5 separate regions of the Mus musculus genome follow, and regions 1, 2, 3 and 5 are each linked to region 4. The links are chromatin contacts, called in public Hi-C maps. All regions are on one chromosome and are shown on one strand. The core of a region is the stretch at or near the end of the contact, and the rest is flanking DNA. Distances in the headings are between cores, read along the strand shown.

What was found. A called contact is a pair of places that touch in the nucleus more often than the background predicts.
Region 1: a contact with region 4 is called in a Hi-C map of the N1E-115 cell line, with 4 times the contacts expected there. The contact joins two enhancer-like sites. A contact is called at or near these places in 3 of 39 promoter capture datasets (the C10 cell line, cranial neural crest and frontonasal cranial neural crest), 1 of 484 Hi-C or Micro-C datasets (the N1E-115 cell line) and 1 of 9 other capture datasets (embryonic stem cells).
Region 2: a Hi-C map of the N1E-115 cell line shows a contact between it and region 4, with 4 times the contacts expected there. The contact joins two enhancer-like sites. A contact is called at or near these places in 2 of 484 Hi-C or Micro-C datasets (the N1E-115 cell line and nephron progenitors).
Region 3: a Hi-C map of the N1E-115 cell line shows a contact between it and region 4, with 4 times the contacts expected there. The contact joins two enhancer-like sites. A contact is called at or near these places in 3 of 484 Hi-C or Micro-C datasets (the N1E-115 cell line and uterus).
Region 5: a Hi-C map of the N1E-115 cell line shows a contact between it and region 4, with 7 times the contacts expected there. The contact joins two enhancer-like sites. A contact is called at or near these places in 3 of 484 Hi-C or Micro-C datasets (the N1E-115 cell line and uterus) and 1 of 115 datasets of contacts at active chromatin or transcription factors (double positive thymocytes).

What each region holds. Positions count from the first base shown.
Region 1 is chr1:14,180,349-14,183,147 of GRCm38.p6, reverse strand. The region is part of intron 16 of Eya1 (EYA transcriptional coactivator and phosphatase 1); the gene reads left to right. Among named protein-coding and RNA genes, the nearest start is that of Eya1, 130 kb to the left of the region's middle. Within about 2 kb of position 1,382, at least 54 of the 459 cell types and tissues checked have an H3K27ac peak or open chromatin away from gene starts, as enhancers often do. A contact at or near this core is called in the N1E-115 cell line, where this site is marked.
Region 2 is chr1:14,287,253-14,289,952 of GRCm38.p6, reverse strand. All of the region lies in intron 3 of Eya1 (EYA transcriptional coactivator and phosphatase 1), which reads left to right. Among named protein-coding and RNA genes, the nearest start is that of Eya1, 22 kb to the left of the region's middle. Within about 2 kb of position 1,427, at least 8 of the 459 cell types and tissues checked have an H3K27ac peak or open chromatin away from gene starts, as enhancers often do. A contact at or near this core is called in the N1E-115 cell line, where this site is marked.
Region 3 is chr1:14,231,000-14,233,699 of GRCm38.p6, reverse strand. It overlaps Eya1 (EYA transcriptional coactivator and phosphatase 1), which reads left to right. Exons shown (of 18, transcript NM_001310459.1): 10 at 2,148-2,287. Among named protein-coding and RNA genes, the nearest start is that of Eya1, 78 kb to the left of the region's middle. Within about 2 kb of position 1,294, at least 10 of the 459 cell types and tissues checked have an H3K27ac peak or open chromatin away from gene starts, as enhancers often do. A contact at or near this core is called in the N1E-115 cell line, where this site is marked.
Region 4 is chr1:13,859,992-13,862,700 of GRCm38.p6, reverse strand. The region is part of intron 1 of Gm31195 (a long non-coding RNA gene); the gene reads right to left. Among named protein-coding and RNA genes, the nearest start is that of Gm31195, 15 kb to the right of the region's middle. Within about 2 kb of position 1,445, at least 19 of the 459 cell types and tissues checked have an H3K27ac peak or open chromatin away from gene starts, as enhancers often do. A contact at or near this core is called in the N1E-115 cell line, where this site is marked.
Region 5 is chr1:14,358,336-14,361,035 of GRCm38.p6, reverse strand. No RefSeq gene overlaps it. Among named protein-coding and RNA genes, the nearest start is that of Eya1, 49 kb to the right of the region's middle. Within about 2 kb of position 1,330, at least 13 of the 459 cell types and tissues checked have an H3K27ac peak or open chromatin away from gene starts, as enhancers often do. A contact at or near this core is called in the N1E-115 cell line, where this site is marked.

The sequences.
Region 1 (2,799 bases), core at 133-2,632, 320 kb before region 4:
TTATGGTTTTACCTACTGGTCATCCTTGAGGCCAGTGTGAATGGAAAGACACTGAATGAAGCTTATCTTCAGAATCCTTGTTCATCAGAAAAAGGGAAGGGTAATGGGGAATATCAAATATAACCCACACAGCTGAATGATAAAACTTTGCTGGAGAAGGTAAAGGCTGGGCATTCAACGTACAAATGATTTAACATCAGTTCTGAGCAATTGGATTTAGTCTTTTAGATAACTTTGAACACAAGTGTCTTTGTCAGGGTTTCTCTTCCTGCACAAACATCATGACCAAGAAGCAAGGTGGGGAGGGAAGGGTTTATTCAGCTTACACTTCCATACTGCTGTTCATCACCAAGGAAGTCAGGACTGGAACTCATGCAGGTCAGAAAGCAGAAGCTGATGCAGAAGCCATAGAGGGATGTTCTTACTGGCTTGCTTTCCCTGACTTGCTCAGCCTGCTCTCTTATAGAACTAAGACTACCAGCCCAGAGATGGTCCCACCCACAAGGGGCCTTTCCCCCTTGATCACTAATTGGGAAAATGCCTTACAGTTGGATCTCATGGAGGCATTTCCTCAACTGAAGCTCCTTTCTCTGTGATAACCCCAGCTGTGTCAAGTTGACACAAAACTAGCCAGTACAACAAGCATTTTGTAAGTTAAAGCAAAAGTTAATACAAACCCATACAAAGTGGAAATAAATGCTTCGGGGTAGTTTTCTCTATTTTACTGGAAGTGGGGTTTTGTTGGTTTTGGCTCAATATGTATAAAAAATTGATTTTTCGTTTTAATTCTGGAAAGATAGAAAAAAGAAGCTTCCCACCAGAGAATACACACTTGGGAGGGGCGTCTGATGTGTAGTTAGAATATAATAAACTAAGGAGAAAAAGGATGAGAAGTCCTGACTTGTTCTCAAGAGGAGGAAAGAACTACCCATGATCCATTATGACAACAATATGCAAATAAGCCTCCAGCAGGCAGGCACTGGATGTGGAAAACTGTACTAGCCAATTTGCATATTCATCTTTACATTTTACAAATGAGGAAACATAAGCACCCAGGCTTAAGTTGTTTGGGTAAATGGCTGAGAGCCAAGCCTAGGGTCACTCTAATCTGCACTCCTCTCTACAAGGAGACATCCTGCTAAGTGCCTGGCTGTGTGCAGGGCTCTAGAAGCTGTTGCTTCTGGCCAGGAGGAAACAGAGGTCAGTGTGGACCAGGTAGAGAAGAACAAATAAGAATGCTTACGGAGCAGATATGCTAATGAGGTCCCTGAGTGGCTCTCCTGAGGTGCTCATGAAATGCTGGCTGTGAGCAGCCCTGAGCACGCAGCCCTGAGCACGCAGCCCTGAGCACGCAGCCCTGAGCACACATTAGTGCCCTGGGTATTCACTGTGAGACAGAAAAAGGATGGGCATCCTCAGAGTACAAAGGAGGCTGATGCTGGCTGCTGACTCCATGGAAACACAAAAGAGCAAAAGCAGCTCCCTCAGCTCTGACTTCCAGCTTCCTGTCGCCTTCAAAGCTTTTGCTCAGTGGTCACTAAACAATTATTTGTTTATAATGTGAATTTTCTACCAGATTAAGACATTCCTGGGGCCCTTTGTTTCTTTTTCCCCACAATGACTACAGTGTGCGGCGTTCCTTATACACTTAGACAATGTGTATGTACTCAGAAAATGGGTTTGGATGAAATGGATAAACATCTGTGCATTGGAAGAGGCTGGGGAGGCCATAGAGTTTCTTATAGGCAGCTGGGTCAACACTGCCATGTTAACCAGGAAAACAAGGTTACCGTGACAGGAATGCATGGAGCCTGGGCAGCTGAGCCTACTACCATTTTTAAAAAATCTGCCGATTCCATGTCTAAGAACAACTCATGCTTCTTAAACTAAAACTTTTTTTAATGAAAAATAATAAAAACAAGCTCCTTTTTAAAATAATCTTATGTTCTGTTCTGTTTTTGTAAGCAATGTAGGGATTGAAAGACCTGTGACTATTGCTGACTGTCACCAAGTGAAATCATTGTGGGGGTCACTATCGACAGGCTGACAACTTCAGCTTTTCAATACTTAGTGCAAAAAAAAATCTATATAACCCAAAGTTTGCAATGAAACCTGTAGATGACAGTATACAAGCCAGACTTTTTATTTTTTCCACCAAAACTTCACCCTTAAATAACCACTAAGGAGTTGTGAGATTAGCTCAGGCCTAACCTGTGAAAAGCCCTGGGCCTGATCCCTAACACTATAGTAAAAAAATTAAAAACAAAACAAAGAAAAACCTGTTCACATTTATATAGCAATTTAATATTCCTTTCTATACAAGTCAGAAGTAATTCAGCTTTGCAGAACATGAAAGCATTTTCCCATTCAGAGGAAAAAGTCTGTTTCTTAAAGTGATTTAAAAATTTCACAGTTTAGTGGGCAACTAAAGCATTGAAAGGAGTCTTTGACCAAGGCTGGCCATATTACATTCTGTCAGATGCAAATGAAAGATTTTAGTGCAAAATACAAATATAAAGCAGACATTTGTTTAAGCAAACAAGCAATTTGTTCATGGATATATCTGATCCTCATTTGAAAGAGGTGCAGGCCCTGCTCAGCCATTCATGTTTGAGAACTATCAACTGTCCCTTTGTCCATTCAAATGACCTTATTGGCAACCGAGACCCAGACACCGATCTCCTCTGTGAGAAGAAACAATGCCAGCATTAGCTACAGAGATGTGCTGACAGCCAAGCCCAGAGGAAGGCCTGACATTGGAAAGATAATAGACAGATAACGGTGTTCTGTTGCCTGGAT
Region 2 (2,700 bases), core at 178-2,677, 430 kb before region 4:
GTTTAGAAGGTAGATGGAAAAGTTGACAGTGGTAGAAGTTATAGGTTTGATTTGTCACCTTTCTGTCACTGTAACAAATTACCTGAGGTAACTAGGAAGAAAGGTATTTGGACTATGTATTTTATGTGTCTGTGAACAGGTGGACTCAATATGCTACCCCACCTTCATTTTTGGTTACAGAAGCCAGTGTTATGCACACTTGGCTAACACTCTATCAGTGTTCCAGTGGGCCACATCCTGGCTTTTCAGGTTCTTGTCAGAGGAAGGGCGCTTCATCATGTTTGAAACATAAGGTACAGGAAAATCATTCATCTCATGGTGGGGACATGAAAAGATAGGAAGAATAACAAAATTAAAGTTTCACAACCTTCAGTAACACCATACAGAGGAGATCGTGTCTCTACATCAGTCTCCGAGGCATGCTCAAGATCCAAGCCATAACGCTTGGTAGTGGGATCTAAGAAATGAGGTGGCAGGAGAAATCCAACCAGAAGGGAAACATCCAGTCTGTGTGACATAAAAGCTAAGGCTTCTGAGGGAGGTGGTGGTATGTTTAGTCAGGATGTGGGTCAGGTTTAATCCAGACAACATTGTGTGTATATGGATGAAGATTGAGGAGTTGTTTATGTAAAAATCATTTTTCAAAGGTATGGATGGCCAGAAAAATTATTGTGAAAGAAAATGGAGTGAGGTAGGAAGGAATTAGAATTATGGAACCCCAGAGTAGACAGAGGCAAGCAATCTGGTGGGGGGTGGGGGGTAGGGGGAGAGGAAAGATAGTACAGTAGAAAAAAGGAATCAATGACTTAAAGGAAAACTGTTGCAGAAAAGGGTTTATTTAGAAGGCTTAAAAGAGTCAAACCAAGAAAAGTTTAATGTGGGAAATTGGGAAAAGCCGTGTAAGGAAGTAACCGAAGGATTAGTGGAGTAGAAAAGGCAGTTGATGCTGACAATTTAAAAGCAAGTGCCCAGGAAGACAGCTTGGAAAGGACTGTGGTTGAGAGACAGTCCATGAATAAGGAGGAGAGAGGTAGGGCAGAGCACAAAGTAGCTTAAGGCCCTGTGTTCTGTTCTGAGCCCTGCATACACAATGTGTTCAGGGAGTCCAGCCCATGGCCCTGGGTAGAAGAGAACCTGCTTTGTGAGAAGTGAAGATCCTGTGAAGCCAAGCAGTGAGGTATCGCTTCAAAGGAAGCCTGGAAGAGAGGGACCCGAGGAGGAAGAAGGTGCTGGTGCAGAAAGCAATCCCTGACCAAGGACAGGAACTTTTAACTGTTTTCATCAGCCGACATGTTGCAGGAAGAGGAACAATTTAATGCCGCTTCAGTATTCTCTATAAAATAGTTGCTGAGGACATGTGGGTGGGGAATGAGGCGTGGCTTACAGACGGAGGAATGTGGGAAAGGATCAATGGAGATTGAAATGGAAGACAGAGACTGCCCCATGCATGTTAACTGTGTCTGTTCTATCATGCTCACTGTGTAGAGCAGCTGGCTGGAGTGGGCCATGCAAATGAGCCCATTCTGTGATTAGCTTTGATAAAACTTCGTTAGGGAATCGGAACCCACACAGCCCACAGAGTGGAGCCGTGGCATGGCAGGCCCTGGGTTCCACACTGGCTACGTGAGGCTGCTGAGGTTGGCAGGGGAGAACAGACAGAGATTTGGGAAGACCGCTGTTTTGATGCACGTTCTGAATGGGTCTGGAGGAAGGGAGTGAATGAGGACAGTGGGATGTTTCTTAGAGGTGATGAGGTTTTTGTCACAGCTGAGAGGAAGCAAGCATGGGAAGCAGAAGACTGACAAAGTGGGTTTCTCAAGTCCCTTTGTGTCTGGGCTTATGCCAAGCAAGGAGCGGCAGGAAGATGAGGTTAGATACTGTCTGGGGAGGGGGAGTGGCTAGAGTGGGGGGTTCAGGACTGATGCTCACCCAGCCTGATGCCATTCCGCAGCCATGTGTTTTTCTGTGCAAATCCATCACAGCACAGGCTGGCGTAGGTCCAGCAAGCAGAGCTATCATTTAGGTATGAACTTATATATGGGAGAATGATCACTTATGGATTGAACACTTCTCTGATTGCCCTGTTAGTTTGGAGATGTGTTTTCATGACCATAACATTTAAAGTTCGTCCAGAAGTTGATGAACCTGGCAGGGCCTAGTTGGCTGACTGCTGTCCCAGCTAATCTCACCTTGTCGCAGTGGGCTGATAGTCAAGAGTCTCCATTTATAGTATAAAAAGAGGGGTTCTTGTTTTCATGTGTCACCTTACTTACTTTGTAAAGAATGGTAGAATTTCCACATTTATTCTGAAATTGCTGCTCACTGCTACCCCTACACTATCCTTCTCCTGCTGGCTTGCTTCTTCAGGAGAAGCATACACGGACGACAGTAATGTCCAAGGCACTAGTTTTCTTAATGTAATCATGATTAAGTCCTGCCTCCTTGAGTTATTCCTGAGAAACCTTGCTTAATTTGATTTGGCATTCCTTAGGGAAGGCCCACTGATTGATTTTTTTTTCCTGTTAGATCCTCACATTTCTTTTGGCAGCGTAAGCTTGGCTTTAATCTGGGGCTTCTGATAGATTTTAACATTGTTTTCTGTACCTTCAAAAATGCGTTTGGAGCCAGGGATGTAGTTCCATGGCAGAATATTTTCCTAGCCTACAACTCAACCAGTGGGAGAAAAATATTTTAATTTCT
Region 3 (2,700 bases), core at 45-2,544, 370 kb before region 4:
CTGCATCTAATGCTAACCTCTTCAAAAGAATGCTTCATATTGAAGCCATGGTGGAGACTGCCCCATGTTCTTTAGGTGGGGACCACCCAGATTCCACACATTGTGGAATGTTTCTTAAAATGGAAGGCTAAACTTTCCTCGAAAATACAACTTTGAATCTGTCTGACTACTTAAAACATTCATTTGGAGCCCATTGTTCTCCTTGCTTAGAATACTTAAACAGAGGGTGTGGCTGCCTTTGCAGAAAAAGAATGTTAGTGTTGACTTGAGTGACAATTATATTCTCTCTCTCTCTCTCTCTGTATGTGTGTGTATGTATGTGTATTGGGTTTTATTACCATATACTTTTTTTACAGTGTGTCCTTCTTTTTGGAGACTAGTCCCCATGTGCTTCCATGTCATATATTTTGAATCTATGTTTTATATAACAAAGAAATGCAGAAATTTGTCTTTTTTAAATCTAGATTCTCATGATATGATAATCTCCAGTTTCATCAATTTTTCTGAAAATGACATAATATTACTCTTCTTTATGCCTGAGTCTAACATTTCTATGAAATGAGTTAGCTTACAAACAAATCCTAAGCAGACCTGACAAGAGGCATTGTTTGGACTGTCTTAGGAAAACAAATGAGTGAGTGGCTTATAGGTCATATTGTTGGCTTCTGGGTAGGAAAGTCCCATCGCCCATTTATATAAGGGAGTTCATAATTCTGTTTGTGATGAAAAGGACACACAAGTGTCTCTGCTGAGTCCTGGTGATCTGGTGAGTTAATATTTAACAAGACATGCAGAGCAAGTGGCTGAGATATGGAAATGACTTGTGGAAGTCTGCTGCTGTGGATCCTCTCTCACAAAGATCAGAGATGCATTTTTTAGTTTGGAAACAATGTTGGTGCCATGTTTTGACCTCAGAGGACCTGTGGTGGATAAGGTAGACTTAGGACCCAAGGTGTACTATCGAAGGCTGCCAGGCTTTCTGTTGCCCTTGTATTTTCTGTCTGGTAATGAATGATCAACAAGATCACAGTGAGGAAGAAGTATTCATATCAAATAGAGAGCTCCTCATCTTTATCTAGTGAAGAAATGTGGCTCTGAGCCTCGTGGGGAAAATCACCACAGGGCCATCTGGACGTCTGGCAAAGGAGACATTATCTGATGGGAGTCCTGACCAGAATAGGAGGTGAAAGTGGCAGGTTTGTTCATTCTGCACACGGGATTAGAATCTTCCTCAGAGTCTACAGCACCTGCTCAGCTATTGCTTCCAGCCTTTTTGGAGTTGCTCTTCATTTTGTGGTTTCTATGCATTTATGCCAGTGGTTTCTCTGAGGAAGCCAGATGAGTAATTTTAATGTTAGGCCTAGTGTTAGATGTTTGCTTTAAAAAGGCTACAACACAAGAAGAACCCAGGTGGGCACTGTCGAAAAGTCTGCTGCCTGCCTCAATTCTTTGTCTTATTCTCACATACAATAAGGGAGAAAGTGGTGATTTTCAATGTTGGAAAAAAAAACATTTTTCCCTATGACTCAGATTTCCCTGCCCTGGGGCTGGCTGGCTTTTCATCTCTCTCCATGAACCAGAATCCTGTTTGTAACTGCGGGAGCCAGAGCTGAATCAAATATCAGGCTCCCTGGATGGCGAAGAGCCATTTATGGAGTCAGGGTGAAGTGGTACAGAGCACTGGGGAGGGAGCAGTGGAGATCATCCATTGGGAAGGAAGCGTCAGCTCATCACAGAGACCCCAGGAAACTAGAGGCAATCCAGGACAACCTGCTGTCCTACAAGCTTAGTCAAAGTTGAGTGGCTTATGGTCACACTGTACTTTCAAAACAAGTCTTAGATTCTCACATCTCCTGAGCTATTTCCTTTTTTTTCCCCCTTTGGTTTTTTGAGACAGGGTTTCTTTGAATAGCACTGGCTGTCCTGGAACTCACTTTGTAGACCAGGCTGGCCTCGAACTCAGAAATCTGCCTGCCTCTACCTCCCAAGTGCTGGGATTAAATGCGTGTGCCACCACCGTCGAGCTATTTCCTAATGCATGTAAAAGAAAACGTTGGATTAAAGCTAAATGGAATGTAACTTCCCTGTGAATTAAGCTGTTCTTGGCACCATGATAGCGGGACTTGAAAGTTCTTATGTCCTTACAGAGTACAGTACAATCCACAGTCCTTCCACACCCATTAAAGAGACTGACTCCGAGCGGCTGCGTCGAGGTTCAGATGGGAAGTCACGTGGCCGAGGCAGAAGAAACAATAATCCCTCCCCTCCCCCGGATTCTGACCTTGAGGTATGACATTGCCTGTACTAAAATAAGGAACAAGGTGTCACGTCGCTCATTGCTGCATCAGGAGAACTAGCCTGTGAACATCAGCGAGGAAGGACCCCAACACTCTTGTTATGGCTTATTGCTTGTATTGAAAAAGTAGACCAGTTTTCCCTCTTTCATATTACCTGTCTACCCACAGTTTTCATAGCTGATGTGGGTCGTTAGTAGATATTCTTGCTGTTGTTCTGAAGCCCTGGAGATGGAACACAAGATCTCAAACAAGCTACATATGTGGACACCATAGGATGTCTCCCCAGCTTTAGGCAATTCTTTACTAATAGTAGCTAGGTGTGGTGACACACACATGTCTTTCAAGCATATGGGAAATTGAGGTAGAAGGACCAAAAGTTCAAAGTTATTCTTGGCTCATTGTG
Region 4 (2,709 bases), core at 196-2,695:
AAAAAGGACCAGGATAGAAGCAGCAAGCCAGAGCGCCGTGAGATCGCAGGACCTTGCTCACATCATATAAGCATCATCTGAAAATGAGGATGATTTATACCCCTGTCAGAATTTGATATGCTGATCCAGAGAAATACCTAGCCTGGCCTTTAGGAAGCACTCGAATAACAGTAAGCAAAATTTACATCTTGATCTGATATATCCAAAACAGGTGGTAGAACCCGAGTTGAGAGTCTCCGTTTCTCTTTCTTCTCCAATCTGTGTTCATGTGTGTGCTCGTGTGTGTGCTCGTGTGTGTGTGTGTGTGTGTGTGTGTGTGTGTGTGTGGTGTGTGTGTGTGTGTGTGTGTGTGTGTGTGTGTGTGTGTGTGTGTATGTGTGTGTGTGTGTGTGTGTGTGTGTGTCTGTCTGTCTGTCTGTCTGCCTACCTGGCACCCTCCCTAACCACTCGACATTGATTGTGTCCTTGTTGTTGCCAGCATCCCACTTTCTCAAGGTCTGCAAACATGCACACAGGCGCGCGCACACACACACACACACACACACACACACACACACTGTAGCATGGTAATCCTGATGAATTCCAGATCCTTGCACTGTTAGTGATTTAACAGAAGCCTACAGAAGCATACTAAGTCTTCACTTAATTTTAAGGTACTTTTAAAGGTGTTTTAAACTTTTATCTACACATAGCTATGAATTTCTCAACCTATCCAGCTTTTAAGACAAACTAATAGGAATGACAAAGAATGTATCGTTTTGAAAACTGAACTTTGCTAGGTAGTAATGTAGAAATTTGGTGCCTGGGGTTTCTGAATGCATGAAAAATCCATTAGAAAGAGAGCTCAGAAGAGCCTTCAGCTGTAAGGTAAAAGCATATAAAAGTATTTGAATTTTTTTGCTTATTTGTTTCGTTTTTCAAATGGATAAACACACAGGGAGGCGATTCTTTTTAACCTTAACCCAAAGGAGATAATGTGCCAGCTTGTCCCTGTTTGGGGAGCCTTCTAACAACAAACTTGATCATTTCAGGGACAAATTGTGAAGATTCAGTACAAGTTTCTTGATTGCAATAGCAACTGGTCACAAGCAGCCTCCACTTAAAGCCAGGGACCTTTGTAGTTGCTGTGCCAGGAGGCCATAAACATATGTATCTTTGGAAAACGCTCATGTGTTTTCAACTTCCTGAAGAATTCTTGTAAAATATAACCGAACCACATGACCCTTTGTCCTGGACTTTTATTCCACTAATGGACAAATTGGGAGGAGGCTGAGAACAAATGTGCTTTTAATTACCCAGATGCCTTTTTAATAGAACCTTGGATTAGTCTTTAGCCACTAAACATTGTCCAGAAATTTCTTAATAATGTTGGTGTGCAAAGCATTCCTTCCAGGAGAATAAAGATCTCATTGCCTGGCAGGCCAGAGTTCTGTCAGGCTATTCAGGAGACGACAGACAAAGAGCGGGTATTGTATAGACCGGAAGAATGACAGGCTGCATCTGAGCTGCCGGTTCTTCCAGTAGTGGCAGATTTTCTAAGTCAGTGCAGATCCTCACAAAACTGGGTGGTCAGCTTTGGAGAAAGGTAACAGTGGGGCTATTGATTCTGGGTGGGAGCAACCTAATTCTGAACTAACTTGAATTGATTCAGTACAACAGAATGCCTTGGTATCGGATTAAAATTAGGATTAATATGTCAAATGTTAGGTCAGGATGTTAAACCCCAGTGCTGAACAATCTACATGAAGAAAGTCAAAATTGATGCAGGCAGCTTTTAACTAGAAGATAATTTGTTGAGTGGTTCTAGAAAAATGAACTTAAACTTCACTGGTGATATAGGTAACGTGTCTGTGGGTGCATGTATGTTTGTGTATGTGTATGAGAGTGTAATGACTGTATGCATGAATAACTGTGTATCTTTGTGTCTGTGTGTATATATGTTTGCATGCATGCATGCATGCATGAGACAGACAGAGAGACAGATTTTCGTCTGGCATAGCTGGGAGACAGTCTGGCTCACTATTTGTCCTTACTTTTATAAAATTGCCTTGCCAGAGGCCAAATCTGTTGCTCAAGTTTTCCAAGGAGTCAGCAATTAACTCTCCCCAGACTCCTCAGATGCACTCTCAGTCGCTCATGCAGGATGCACACTACCATTTCCAATATGTTCTTCTGACTCCAAAACAATGGATTCATGTTTAGGGAAACAGAACACAAAAACAAGCTTAACATTAAGAAACATCCACACGGCTATGTCTTAGAGAAGAACACAGGACATCAGGTCAAATGTCCTGACACAAAGAGGAAAGAGAACACAGGAGTGAGGGGGGAAGGTAATTTGAAAACAAGAAAAAGAAAATGACATTTTATTGGAATGTGTCTTTTCCTTCATGTTTTGAGGTCACTTTGATATTTTCCTCTTTTTATATAGCTTGTCTTAAAAGAACGAAGAGATAAAGGGTCAACATGCCCCTTTTATAGCCAGCACAGTCAAGGGAACTTTTTTTTACTTAAAGCAATGAGGTTTTTAGTACCCAGTTCCTGGCAGTTAATAAAATATACTTCTCACTCTTCCTGTTGGATTTTTCTCTATCAGCCGTGTCTGGTCTCTGTAGAATAGAACATTTAATCTATTTAGGAGTGCTGCAGCCTGTAAGCTTCCAGGTGCTTTGGCGTAGGCAGAATGTATTTGCAGGTCTTTAGATCCCT
Region 5 (2,700 bases), core at 81-2,580, 500 kb before region 4:
TTCTTTCTTTCTTTCTTTCTTTCATTCCTTCTTTTTATTCTGAAATTAACTGTAAAAAATAAGGCCTGTGTGTCTAAATATCCAGAGATCTAAATCATCTACCGAACAGTGACATTAGGAATTTGGGGTCTGGTTTGGGGGCCTCGGAGTAGAGTGAAAGCAAAAGGAAGACTAAAGAGAGTGCTGTGGTCAGGAGACAGGTGAACAGAACAACTGTTAGACACGATCGCTGCATGGGCCATGTGAGAAAGATGCTCAGTAAATGTAAACTCTGGAGAGAGGGACACAGGCAGAGAAACCGCCCTCCTCTCCCTACCAAAAAGTACACATCAGAACTAAGGACTATATTTTATCTCTTCTATATATCTAACAGAGCTCAGAGAATATGATCTATATTCAACAGAGGTATTAATAGATTTCAAGCATCCAAGTTAATATTAGAGAGAGGACGGTATAAACCATAACATCCCAGGTTATCTGTAACTGGCAAGTTTTCTCTTATTTCCTGGAGGGCTTGGGGTGTCTATCTTGACTAGAAAGACTTTGTTGAAACACTGAAGCCAACCCACCCTGACCTCTGACCTTGTGCCCTGGAGGTTTTGCTTCTTTGTTCTCCTCCTGCTGCTGCTGCTGCTTTCTGCTTTTCACTCTGACTTTGCTTGCTCCTTCATCCCCCAGCTTGCCTGTTAGCAGTGCTCCCACATGACTCAGGTAGTTTTGCTTGCCCTCTGTGCCGACTCCACACTTATACCCTTCTCCATTTTTGGCTGTTTCAGGATACCTTGTAGACCAAGACCTGGTTGGCTTCAGGGATAACAACTCCTTGGCTGGCATCCCAGATGGGCTGGCTCCAGTATTCCCCAAGGGGATAAATTATTTACCATGAGTTATTTCTAGACATGACACAATTGGATGTTCTTAGCCCAAATCAGGGAGATGACTCAGGGCACCATTCCAAACATTACTGATTTATGACTTTCATCCTATTCTCAATTTCTCTCTCTTTCTCTTTCTCTCTCTCTCTCTCTCTCTCTCTCTCTCTCTCTCTCATTTAATATAAGCTCCCCAGCCCCCTGACAGGCTGTGTGAGATTCTGGGTAGCACACCACTTCTCTGAACCACAGTTTCCTGCAATTGTAACAGGCACAGAGATAATGTCTGTCCTTTCTTTACATGATTCTCCTACAGTTATAGAAAAAAAAAATGATATAACTAATGTAAAAGACTTAGCAGGGAGCCTTCATTAATGGCAAGGTACTGTGACTAGAGAGATGGCTCAGCAGTTAAGAGTGCATTTTGTTCCTCCAGAGACCTAAGTTTGGATCCCAGCCTCACGTCTGGTGGCTCATAACTGCCTGTAATTTGAGCTCTAGGGGATCTGATGCCTCTGGCCTCCTTGGATACTCACATTCACATACATACACACAATTAAAACAAATTTAAAATACTTTTAAAATCATAAGGTATTAGTGGACCTCTTGGGAGGCCACTAGTTATATCTTTTGTAATAAGATGAATACATTTTATTGTGGATTAATACATTTATACAAAATAAAATTTAAACAGCTTAGACCATGATACTAAAGTATGACTTAATGGTGATTTTAAATTATTTTTAGCACATAAATTTATTTCTTTATGTATAAAGATGCATATACATACACCCTTATCCATCAGTTCCTATGTTCATAGCTATTTGCCACAGGGCACTTAGTTGTATTGATAATGCCAACACTAAGGTATAATGTATCTTTTGCCCACATGATCCAAATTTTAAAACACTAATTGTAAATGCTAATATTATCTTATTTACAGTTTGATTTATTTTTAAGCTCTAAGAATAATGAAACAGCAGTGCTACCCACATAAGAACTGTGTAACTATGTAAAGGACCTACCGTGTGAGGCATCACAGTCACTGGCCAGAAATGCTAAGTCTTCTTTCCATGACATAGGATGATTTGGGAAACATCAGTACAAACTCTCTAGTCAACACATTTAGGGTTTCAGGCCTAACGTTTACTGAGAACCTACTATGTGCCAGACTCTTATCTCCTTGTCTATACCACTTTGAGCTATTTGTCACACCAAGGAATCCTAGCAAAGGCCTACTCCATATTGGCTTGTGCCTTTTCAGCCCCAAATAAATCTGTATTTCATTAGCAGATATTTTGTAATTTAGCATATTCAACAACCCTACCAAAAGTGTCTAAATTACAAAGATGGTTATTTTGGAGGGTATTTAGCAGCATTCTTTAAAAATACTTTTCTTACTGCTTCATTTCATGCTCAAGCAACCAGATATTTTTAAATCATCTATTAAAGTAAAAATGTTTGAGTTATATGTAGGTGCAGTTTACTGGTTAAAATCAAACAAACCTGCCCAAGAAGTGTACAAAACCATTTCCCTTTCCTCAAAGAAGTCAATGTCCAAGCTCATTTGTTAATTTTAGTGGTCTAATGCTAGAAGAAGAAGAAGAAGAAGAAGAAGAAGAAGAAGAAGAAGAAGGAGGAGGAGGAGGAGGAGGAGGAGGAGGAGGAGGAGGAGGAGGAGGAGGAGGAGGAGGAGGAGGAGGAGGAGGGAGAGAGAGAGAGAGAGAGAGAGAGAGAGAGGAAGGAAGGAAGGAAGGAAGGAAGGAAGGAAGGAAGGAAGGAAGGAAGGAAGGAAGGAAGAAAACAAAACGAAACCAAAAACCAAAAA